2 separate regions of the Mus musculus genome follow, and region 2 is linked to region 1. The links are chromatin contacts, called in public promoter capture Hi-C maps. All regions are on one chromosome and are shown on one strand. Each heading gives the region's core, a stretch centred on a gene start, on an enhancer-like site or on the middle of the called end of the contact. The rest is flanking DNA. Distances are from core to core; before and after follow the strand shown.

Region 1 (5,414 bases), core at 1,808-4,307:
CCAGTAATGCAAAAGTTTCGATTTAGTAGTTCTGGTATCTTGTTAATCACAGCTGATTCTTCAGCCCCAGCTAACCAAAACCACAGAACCTTCACAATCAATACAGCAACAGCCCTGATAAGAGTCTTCCCTCTGAAATTTCACAAGCCAGGCCTCCATCTTCTGTGCTGTTCTCAACATTATCTTCCAAGCTCCTACACAACATCCCACAGAGCTCTTAACATCCCAATGGTTCTTCTAGCCCAAAGTTCCAAATTCCTTCCATAGTCCTCCAGAAAACATGGTCAGGCTGTCACAGGAATTCCTCACTATGTTGGTACCAATTTGGTTTAGTCAGGGTTTCTATTCCTGCATAAACATCATGACCAAGGAACAAGTTGGAGAGGAAAGGGTTTATTCATCTTACTCTTCCACATTGCTGTTCATCACCAAAGGAAATCAGGACTGGAACTCAAGCAGGTCAGGAAGCAGGAGCTGATGCAGAGGCCATGGAAGGATAGTCTTCACTGGCTTGCTTTCCCTGGCTTGCTCAGCCTGGTCTTTATTATTATTATTATTAATTAATTAATTTATTTATTGGTTTTTTTGAAACAGGGTTTCTCTGTGTAGCCCTGGCTGTCCTTGAACTCAGAAATCCGCCTGCCTCTGCCTCCCTAGTGCTGGGATTAAAGGCGTGCACCACCATGCCCGGCTTCAGCCTGCTCTCTTATAGAATTTAAAATCTACTTTCAATTTTGTTCAGCCCATTCTCATTCACCTTCCAGATCTCCATGTGGCCATCTAGCTTTTGCAGAATCCCCCCCCCCCCCTCAAAAAAAATCAGGCTAGAAAATTCTCATAGCACTGTCTATAATTCCTAACAGCTTATTATGCTTTCATAAGGACTTATTTACTTTATCTCTACATTAGACTTAAGTGCTTGCAATTTGGGAGTAGCTTCTATTCTTCTAGTATTTAGCTCATAGTTATGTTGAGCAGTATAGAAAAAAAATATCTTGTTTGGGATGTGAGAATGGACTAGGCTTTTGTAATTAGCCACAGGAGTACTCAAAATCACCTGTGTCTGACAAGCTACAGAAAATACCATGCCAGACACTTTGTAGACATAGGGAGAACACACCAAATTTTAAAAAAAAAAAAAGTTAGATTCCCTCCTTTATCCCAGGATGCTTTAAGTTTCCTTGAGGTAGAAAAAGCTGCCATGGACTTACAAATATTAAATATCTGACATATTATCTTTGACACTGTAAGCCTTAACTACTGCTCCTTAAAACCAAACAGCAGCTGAGCCATGTGTGTTGTGCAGGTCTCTTAAGTTTCAGTACTTGGGAGGTGGCAGCAGGAGTACAAGGCTAGCCTGTGCTACAAGAGACCTTGTCTCAAAACAAAAACATCTACCCTGTTCTGTAGAACCTAAGTTGTCTGAGTTCCCTGGAAATGGTGTGGCCATGGAGATGGCTGTGTCTGATCACTCACTTGACCTTGTGAATGGAGGAACGTTGATAGAAACCAGATAGAGACTACTAACCAGTACATGCTACAGAGGATATAAACCGGCCTTTCATCTTCCGCTCCATCACTTACTTGCTGGCTGCATAATATAGTCAGAAACTCTCTCAATGTTCTCATTTGTAAAGAGTACAACTTTGGTACTTTTCTCGTCTAGCTGTTCAAAGGAATAACATATAGACCTTACGACAGTACAGCTGCACAGTTAGCATCTATCACCTCACACCCAAGGCTCTAGTTACTTGTGCATAAACCACAGCCCTTAAGAGCATAGCATATATCCTTGGAAGTCTGGGTTCCCACTCCATTTCTGCCAATTTAGTTTCATAAAATTGAGTGGATTTCAGTCTCATTTTTCATTTACTTCCAACATGCTATTAATTTGTTGTAGGTGTGAGTTACTGACAGTCTATGTAGCTCAGGCCACTAGGTCTGGAAGTGTCTATTTCTTACAGGTGAAAACATTAAAAATTACTTTATTCTAACTGTTTAAATGCTATCACCATCTACACTCAATTTACTCTGTCATCTACACACCAAGTTCCACTATTCTATTGTTAAAATGCTGAACATTACTTAAGAATTGTTTCATGAGATGGCTCAGTGGGTAAGAGCACTGACTGCTCTTTCAAAGGTCATGAGTTCAAATCCCAGCAACCACATGGTGGCTCACAACCATCTGTTATGGGATCTGAGGCCCTCTTCTGGTGTGTGAGGACAGCTACAGTATACTCATGTTAATAAATCAACCTTAAAAAAATAAAATATTAAAAAAGAAATTCCAAAGAACTGTTTCACGAGTGGAAAAGAATCCGTGGGCAGCTGTCTTTACTGAACAGATTTCTCAGTCTTTATGCTTTTATATCTGAATGCAATGTCAATGCAGAAAATTCTAAAGAGAGTAACTTCTTTTTAAAAAGAAAAGTAGCGCCTGCCAACTCCTAATCCCCTTCAACCAGCTGTGGTTTCTCCATGGTGTTGATGGCATATTTTGGAATCTCACGCTTGAAGACTCGCTGTGTGCAGGGATGACCTCATTTCACGTAGGGCCGCGTCTCTACCATCCCACACTGCGCTAACCAGGTGTTTACTGCGTGAATTTGGAGAAAAACAAACACCGCCCCAGCCCTAACCTGGCTTTCGAATGACTGGGAAACGAGGGCACATCCCCTTCCCACCCTGTTCCCCCACCCGTACGTACCCGAAGGGTCATTGAATCTCTTCAGGGGCGCCTTAGGAAAGGACATTCTGACGCCTGGGTCCAGATGAGACAGCAATCAAACGCCCCAGCAAACTGTCAGCTCGCCTGAATTCAAATTTACCTCAACTTTCCCCCTCAGCCAATCAGAAAACCTAAACCTATCTGGCCAATCCTGCATGGTCCAAAGAGCATGCGCACTAGATTCCTACCGCCGCCCAATCGGAAGGTTTGTAAGTTTAAGCTAGTAGCCAATAAGAGGCTGCTCCTGATCGTCGCCGCAAACAGCTCTATCCAATCACTTCTGGTTTTACTCAGTTTTACTGGGTAGCCCAGTTCGCGCAAGCGCACTTCACAGGCCGGTGGACGCGTCGGAATTTTGGCGTCACACAGGTTTAAAGATCGCAGGCACTTTTCTCCTTTGTTCCGGCGTCAGTGTTCTTTGGATGTCAACATCTCTAGGCTTCGGTCGATTTCACCAGGGCTCACGAGTGTCTTAAATGGGCTCTGAAAGGGAGAATTTTGCACACTCGGACACGCCAGTTTGGACTCTTGCGCATGTGCAGTGACCCCAAGGCGCCGAGGGCAAGCCCAGAGCCTAGTCCCGCCGGTGTAGTGCTCTCCCGGAGCCGTGTGCCTGCGTGGCGTCTTCAGAATGTCCGCCCCGTTTGAGGAGCGCAGCGGGGTGGTTCCTTGCGGGACTCCGTGGGGACAGTGGTACCAGACCCTGGAGGAGGTGTTCATTGAAGTCCAGGTGCCCCCCGGCACTCGCGCGCAGGACATCCAGTGCGGCCTGCAGAGTCGGCACGTGGCTCTGGCCGTGGGTGGCCGCGAGATCCTCAAGGTAGCAAGCCAGGGCTTGTCCCGAGTTCCTTCTTCTGGCTTTCCCGCACCCCGAGCCCTAAAATTCACGGTGTCAGAGGGATGACTGCTGGGTGTGGCAAGGTTAGTTCCTGGCTGGTAGAAAGAAGTGGTAAATTGTTCTGGCGAGGGGTCTCCACGGAGCACTGCACCCACAGAGCAGATTTTGCGCGGGTAGAACTCAAAGATTTTGTTCTCCACTTTATTTCTAAAATAGGTTTGGGGTGCTTTTATTTCCTCCGGAGTTCCTGCTGACAGAAGGCTAAGTAGGTCAAAAGAACGAATATGCGTCTTCTGGGCACCGATGGGAGTCCCAGAGACTAGACAAAAGGATTCTGAACTCTGTTCATGACGTGTAGGCTAATACAGGCACTTACAAGCAAGGCTAGGGTAATGGGATGAGGATTCCAAGATGTCAGATTGGTTTTCTAAATAACAAGTTTCTTGCATGTTGATCTTCATCGTAGTGAAAAGGTGTGTGAAGTTACCTAATTTCACCAAATTTTTAATCTGGTCACATTTCCCCGTTTTTGGTTAAGAATTTATTAAGACTCACATAACAATCAGGCTATACTTTACACCTAGATTAGATGCATAGCCTGTTGGAGGATGACTGTATAATGTAGTGGTGAACGGAGACATGATACTGTGTTTTGTAACCTTGGGCAGGAGAAGGAAAATTAGTCAACAGCTAATTGGATATCAATTTCTGCAACATGTGATTTGAACCTTTTTAAGAAACTGGCCTTTTCTAGTGCCAGCTTCTCAAAAGAGATTGAACTAGCTTTAATAACATTGAGTTTAAAAGAGAGAGCACTTTTAAGGCAGGTGTTGTGGTGCACGCTTTTAATCCCAGCATTTGGGAACCTTAGGCAGGTAGATCTCAGCTCAGCGAATTAGGCCAGCAAGCCAGATGTACTAAGCCAGCTCCATGACTCCATAGAGCAGTGGTTTTCAGCCTTTCCTAATGCTTCGCTCCATTAATAAAGTTCCTCATGGCCGGGTGTGGTGGGCACACGCCTTTAATCCTAGCACTCAGGAGGCAGAGGCAGGGGGATTTCTGAGTTTGAGGCCAGCCTGGTCTACAAAATGAGTTCCAGGACAGCCAGGGCTTTACAGAGAAACCCTGTCTTCAAAAACAAACAAAAAAGTTCCTCATGCTGTGGTGGCCCCCAACAATAAAAACAGTGTCCTTGATACTTCATAAGTGTAATTTTGCATTTACGAATCTGTCATTAAATATCTGGTATGTAGGATATCTGATATGTGACCTTGAAAGAGGTTGAGATGAACAGGCTGAGGACTGACAGACTCTGCTTCAAGAAAACAAAACATAGTCACCAGGTGGTGGCTGTACACACCTTTAATACTAGCATTCAGGAGGCAGAGACAGGATTTCTGTGAGTTTGAGGCTCTTGGTCTATAGAGCAAGTTCCTGGGCAGCCAGGGCTACACAGGGAACACCCACCCCCTTAAAAAATGCAAAACAAAAGAAGGAAAACAAAAAATAGGACATTTTTTCTAGTTTTAGTAGGAGTCCCTGTCTTGTTCATATTAATTAATTGGTAAAGCGTTTTATATGTTAATGTTGCGTTCTATCATAAAGAGTAGTATGTCTTCTCCTGTTTTGTGTAGTGGTGGTGGTCCCTGTGTGTTTCTTCCATGGTAAAGTTGTCAGATTTGTAAACTGGACTCTGATTAGGCGAAAGTTCAAGGTTGAGCACCTACAGGTAGGGGAACTTGGCCTAAGATGTGCCTTAGCTTGGAATGAGCCAAATCTTAATGATGAGAATTTATAAAGCTTAATGAAATACTGTAATTCTATTACCTTATATTGATTTTCCAG
Region 2 (5,414 bases), core at 2,060-4,559, 8.1 Mb after region 1:
TAGGGCCCCCTGGAATGAGATGCTGCCAGAATCACATCTGAAAGCAAGGGACGGGAGCTGGAAGATTATGGAAAGATGAAGGCAGCTTCAGTCTCAAACTTCAGCCCCGTCTTGCAGGCCTAGGAAGGAGGGTGGCTCCTGAGCGGGAAGAGGCAGAATAACCTAAGTCATAAGCAGGGACTCTGTGGAAAACAGGGTCTATGTGGGCCAGGCTGCCTGCCACCGCCCCCCACCACACACACACACACACACACACACACACACACACACACACACACACACACCGCCATCAACCTACACCTGGGAGAAGGATCTACAGCAGTCCCATCTCAGGCATCCCAGGAGGTCTGGGAAGGGTTCATTTTAAACTCAGACTTCTGGTGCTATCTCAGAAATGTGCTGTTTCCTTGGGACACCCGAGGCAGAGATTACGAAAAATAGCAGATAGCAGGGCTTGGTGGAGCATGGCGATAATCTAAATACTAGGAAGGTAAAGGTCAGCCAGGGAGCTGCACAGTGAAACCCTGTCTCAGGGAAGAAATAAAGCAAAAGAGGGAGGTAAGGAAAACAGGGGTGGGGGGTTGGTGGGGGGGGGAGCAAGAAAGAAAGGAAGAAAGGCGTCTTAGGATGTAGCTCCCTGGCAGCGAGCTTATCTAGCAAGATAGAAACCCTAGATTCAATCCCCCAGACCGGAAGAAAAAAGAATGGCATCTTTTTTTCAAATGGAAAGTCAGTTTTCACTAAGGAAGCTGGTATGTGGGTGTAGTGGCTCACCTCTCTATGTAGCATAGCGTAGTACAGAGATAGCCAAGTGCTAGCGTGACCCACTTAATTTTAGTTAGAGCAGCAAACTAGCTTTAGGGTAAGAAAGGACAGGTGACTTCCAGAACCACCAGAGAAACACAAGAATGGCTTAAGGCTTGGAAAAATGAAAGACAGCCAGTTGGGTCTACCAAAGAGACAGATGATGTAAAACCTTGGGGTGCTAAGAAGGCATCCCTCTGGTTGTGAAAGAACACATCCAGGGTAGTACCCTGCATATTCCACCGAGACTACAACGGGTGAGTCTGCAACAGGCCGGCAGAGCAAGTGGTCTTAATTGAGAGACCCTGGTTTTTACATCTCTGAGCAACCACAGGGGGCTGCAACTTCACACAACATTCACCTAACATATACCTTCCTTTCCAAATGCCTTCCAGTGCACCTTGCTAAGGTCCCCTAATCCCAGCAAACTCTGGCAACTCTCACTGCTCGGCCTACGGATCCCAGCCAAAAGCCTTTGCAATGGAACTATTCCCCAGATACCCACAAGATATTGTGCTTTCACATCTGCCTATGGCTTCCCTCCAAACTTAACCTCACTGTCTTACCCCACCATGATAAGACGTAAACTACAAACAAAACAAAATGGCCATCCGGCTTCTTTCTTCCTTCGGTTCTTATCTGTGACCTAAGCTGGCTTGCCTGGAATTTACTAAATAGACTAGGTCAGCCGTGACATCAGTGATCTTCCTACTTCTGCCTCCTGAACACTCGGATCCCAAACCTCTGACACCATGCTTAGTCTCCTATATTCCTTTATTCTCCGCACTACCATATTTTATAAGTACTAATTTCAATCTCTTATCACAGATAAGAAACTAAACTCAGCTGGATGATGGTGGTGCATGTCTTTAGTCCCAGCGCTTGGGAGACAGAGGCAGGTGAACTCGGACTTCAGGGCCATCCTGGTCTAGAGGGCAAGTTCCAGAGCAGCTAAGGCTACACATTGTCTGGAAAAACAAAACACATAAGAAGAGGAGGAGGAGAAGTTAAATTCCATGCAATTTACGAATAGAAAAAAACAAGCCAGCATGGTCTACAGAGAGCCAGGGATACAAAGAGAAACACTGTCTCCAAAACAAAACAAAACCAAAAAAAAGAAAAAAAAAGAAAGAAAAACAAATACTTATACCTAGGGCTTGGTGTTTTAGGGCTATAATCTTAGTTACTTGGCAGGCTGAGGAAGGGAGATCATAAATTTAAGGCCAATTTGAGCTATGCACATCCTGAATCAAAACGAAACAAGGTTGAATGTGGTGATGAATTCCATCATCGAGGCCAGCCTGGTCTACAGAGTGAGTTTCAGGACAGCCAGGACTACACAGAGAAACCCTGTCTCGAAAAACAAAAAACAAACAAAAAAACGAACAAAAACTAAACAAGGCTGGGAGTTGGGTGGATTTAACTCTGTAAGGCACTCTTCCTAGCATGTGGGAGTTCAACCCATAGCACTAAAATAAATAATTAAATGTATCCTTTAGTTCACATAGACATTAGTGGTTGCTTACCTTCCTGACCTGTGTGTGCTCCTTAAAAAAAAAAAAAAAAAAAAAAAAAAAAAAAAAAAAGTGAAGCTGAACAAATCGGCTGTAGCCAAACACACATGGCAGGAGAGAAAATTCCTGACTTCAGCCAGTGCTCTGTGGCAATCACAAGCGCACTCACACACAAATACTTTAAAACATACAGTTAAAACTTTTTAAGGCCAGATCTGTGACATTTGGAAACACTACAAAATTTGAACACGTGTTGAGGTCATCGGGTTGCCAGGCTATCCGTGTTCCTCTGCTTCCCCGTCCGGGAACACTTCTTTCAGGGCAGCACAAGACAGACCAGCAGGCTTTTCTGGGGAATGATCAGAGGCACAGAAAGGGCTTCCAACAGAATCCCCAGAAATCTGAACCCAGCACTTCCTCCTTTATAGCCTCGCCGGGCGGCGGCTCGGTTTATAATTCCAGTACTTGGGAGACAGAAGCAGGTCGGTAGTTCAAAACCATCCTTGGCAACACAACCAGTTTAAGACTAGCCTTCGCTACATGAAATTTTGCCATAAAACAAACAAACAGGCCAGATTTGCTGGCACACGCCTCTAATTGCGACTTTAATTGTACTTCCGTAAGTCAAAGTTGGAGCCGGGGTCTCCAACCAAGGAACTGAACAGAAGCGGAAAGGGCGGAGCCGCGTCTCTGCCACGTAAGGGCGGAGAGGCCACTGTAGTTTGCTTGTGTGCCCTCAGCCCCACTTCTGCTTCCACGGCATGCTTTAATCTCCCGAGAAGCCTTTCTAAAACCCTGGCGCATCTGGCTTCAGAATGCATTTGTACAGCGCTGCCAAACTAGGTTGCGTGGCAGAAGAAACGACGATACTTGAGACCTACTCTCCCAGTTCCTCCCACTTCTCAGTGCAGCTATCTTTGAGCAGCAGTGAATCATGGGAATCCCCGCCTTGCTCTCCGAGTATTTCCGGTTCCGGCGGAGGCCGCTCTTTCTTTTTCTCCACAGGGTCGTGGTGGCAGCCGCTGTGGTGCTTGGCTCTCTGAGCTATCCGGTGCCATCCTTGTCGCTGCGGCGACCCTCGCATCAACTGCAGCCATGACCGAGCAGATGACCCTTCGCGGGACCCTTAAGGGCCACAATGGATGGGTAACACAGATCGCCACCACACCGCAGTTCCCGGACATGATCCTGTCTGCGTCTCGAGGTACGGGCTGCATGCCGGGTAAATCACCCGGTGTCCTGGGGACTGCATGAGAGTCTCGTGGTTAAGCAAGTGGCGCGCGTGTTGGCTCGGTTCATTCCCCAACCCAGTTGTTAGTTGGGGCGTGCATACCCCAACTTGGGCCCCAACCGGGACGACCCTTTACACATGAACGGAAACCGAGACACGTCGCGCAACTGTACTCACACCCCACCTCCCAAAGTTGGCGATTTTAAATCTCTCGCTTGCTTCCTGGAGATGTGTTTAAGTAGTTTTACGGGGCTACAAGACGGGCGGAGCAATGATGACCCCAACATGCCATCTGAGTGGCTTTGCTGAAATCCAGAGGCTGTTTCTGAGCTGTTGTCGCCTGGCCCTAAACTATAGACAGTGGGTAAACTTTGTAGATGCCTTGTTCCCCACATTTCCGGACTTGATTGTCCCGCCCTAGGTTTTCTTGTAACTAATGATTTTTTTTCTTTAATGATGTATCTTCATGTGTATTTCCTCCCTACCCACCCCAAAATTATGCTCATTTTCTCTCCTACCTAATACTAGGCTTATTATTGTCCGTTTCTGTGTAAGTTGGTTCGTGGCTAGGATTGTGTCTGATGCTACAATAACGGCTGCATTTATTTCAGTAACTCTCAGGCGGGAAAGGCTGTCTCTGCTCAGCCTACATACACCCAAGTGGTGCTTCTGCTGTTAATTAGTCTCGGGCCCGGACGATGACTAAGGTTAGGGTTAGTTTCCCAGACCCTGCATGGTAGCTTGCAGTCATCTGAAACTAGTTCCAGGAGACCTGACACGCACTTCTGAACACCATAGACACAGGTAGCACACATATGTATGTAGGGAGCCACTTTAAATAAAATACATTTTGAATGTGGAACTTAAGTCTCAATCCCAGGAAGTGTGGTGCCCATAGTCTCACATTACAGCTGAGATCTACAGCTCTTGATATTGTAGAGTAGTAAGCCTCTTTTATTTATAACTTGAAGTTTCTCTGTCCCGTTTACTGGCCCCAGTGACTTTAAGACTGTAAATGGTGCACAGTAAGTAGGCTTATACCAACCTTTACCAACCCTTTTAGACAAGACCATCATCATGTGGAAGCTGACCAGAGATGAGACCAACTATGGCATACCACAGCGTGCTCTGAGAGGTCACTCCCACTTCGTTAGTGATGTTGTTATCTCCTCTGATGGTCAGTTTGCCCTCTCGGGCTCCTGGGACGGAACGCTGCGCCTCTGGGATCTCACAACGCAAGTAGCTGCTTTGGAATCTTGGGGGGAAAGTGGGCAGAACTGAGGTAGATTCGCCGGGGTGCAGTCTCCCCTTGGTAATTGGTCCTTTTGTAGAGGGTAAAGCAACATTTGGGGGTGTTGTTTTAAACTGGGTACCTATGAAGTGTCTCATCTTGTACGTTGTCTTAGATGGGCATTTGGCAGATGTAATAGAGGATCCTAGTGATGACAAGACGACATTGTCAACCAATCCCCCACAAGGGAATGAGGACATGTCCTGCAATTCTGAATGGGTTCTCTGATACATGTCAGACATGACATAGGCTAGTAGTAGGTTCTAAGCCACGTGTGGACTGTGTGGGGTAATAGAGCCTACGGGGCAAGGATGAAGCTAGGAAAAGGCTCTAGCTGGATGGACAAAACCTGTCTAGAAAGTGACCAGGTTCTCCTTCTTAGGGGCACCACCACAAGGCGATTTGTCGGCCACACCAAGGATGTGTTGAGCGTGGCCTTCTCCTCTGACAACCGGCAGATTGTCTCTGGGTCCCGAGACAAGACCATAAAGTTATGGAATACTCTGGGTGTCTGCAAGTACACGGTCCAGGTAAAGGGATAAGGGTGGTAGGGACAGCATGTTCAGGGCTACCT

The links. Promoter capture Hi-C pulls out the DNA fragments that hold promoters and counts their contacts.
Region 2: a promoter capture Hi-C map of pre-B cells shows a contact between it and region 1. The contact joins the promoter of Rack1 here to the promoter of Nudcd2 in region 1. A contact is called at or near these places in 2 of 39 promoter capture datasets (cranial neural crest and pre-B cells) and 1 of 484 Hi-C or Micro-C datasets (rod photoreceptor).

The regions. Positions count from the first base shown.
Region 1 is chr11:40,730,604-40,736,017 of GRCm38.p6, forward strand. Nudcd2 (NudC domain containing 2) reads left to right here and starts at 3,058. Exons shown (of 4, transcript NM_026023.5): 1 at 3,058-3,551. The coding sequence starts at 3,363. It overlaps Hmmr (hyaluronan mediated motility receptor (RHAMM)), which reads right to left and starts at 2,834. Exons shown (of 18, transcript NM_013552.2): 1 at 2,711-2,834. The coding sequence starts at 2,756.
Region 2 is chr11:48,797,051-48,802,464 of GRCm38.p6, forward strand. It overlaps Rack1 (receptor for activated C kinase 1), which reads left to right and starts at 3,310. Exons shown (of 8, transcript NM_008143.3): 1 at 3,310-3,522; 2 at 4,613-4,784; 3 at 5,223-5,370. The coding sequence starts at 3,414. It overlaps Gm36109 (predicted gene, 36109), which reads right to left and starts at 2,353. Exons shown (of 2, transcript NR_166852.1): 1 at 2,331-2,353. It overlaps LOC115485831 (a small nucleolar RNA gene), which reads left to right and starts at 3,815; the gene lies at 3,815-3,882. It overlaps Snord96a (small nucleolar RNA, C/D box 96A), which reads left to right and starts at 4,983; the gene lies at 4,983-5,059.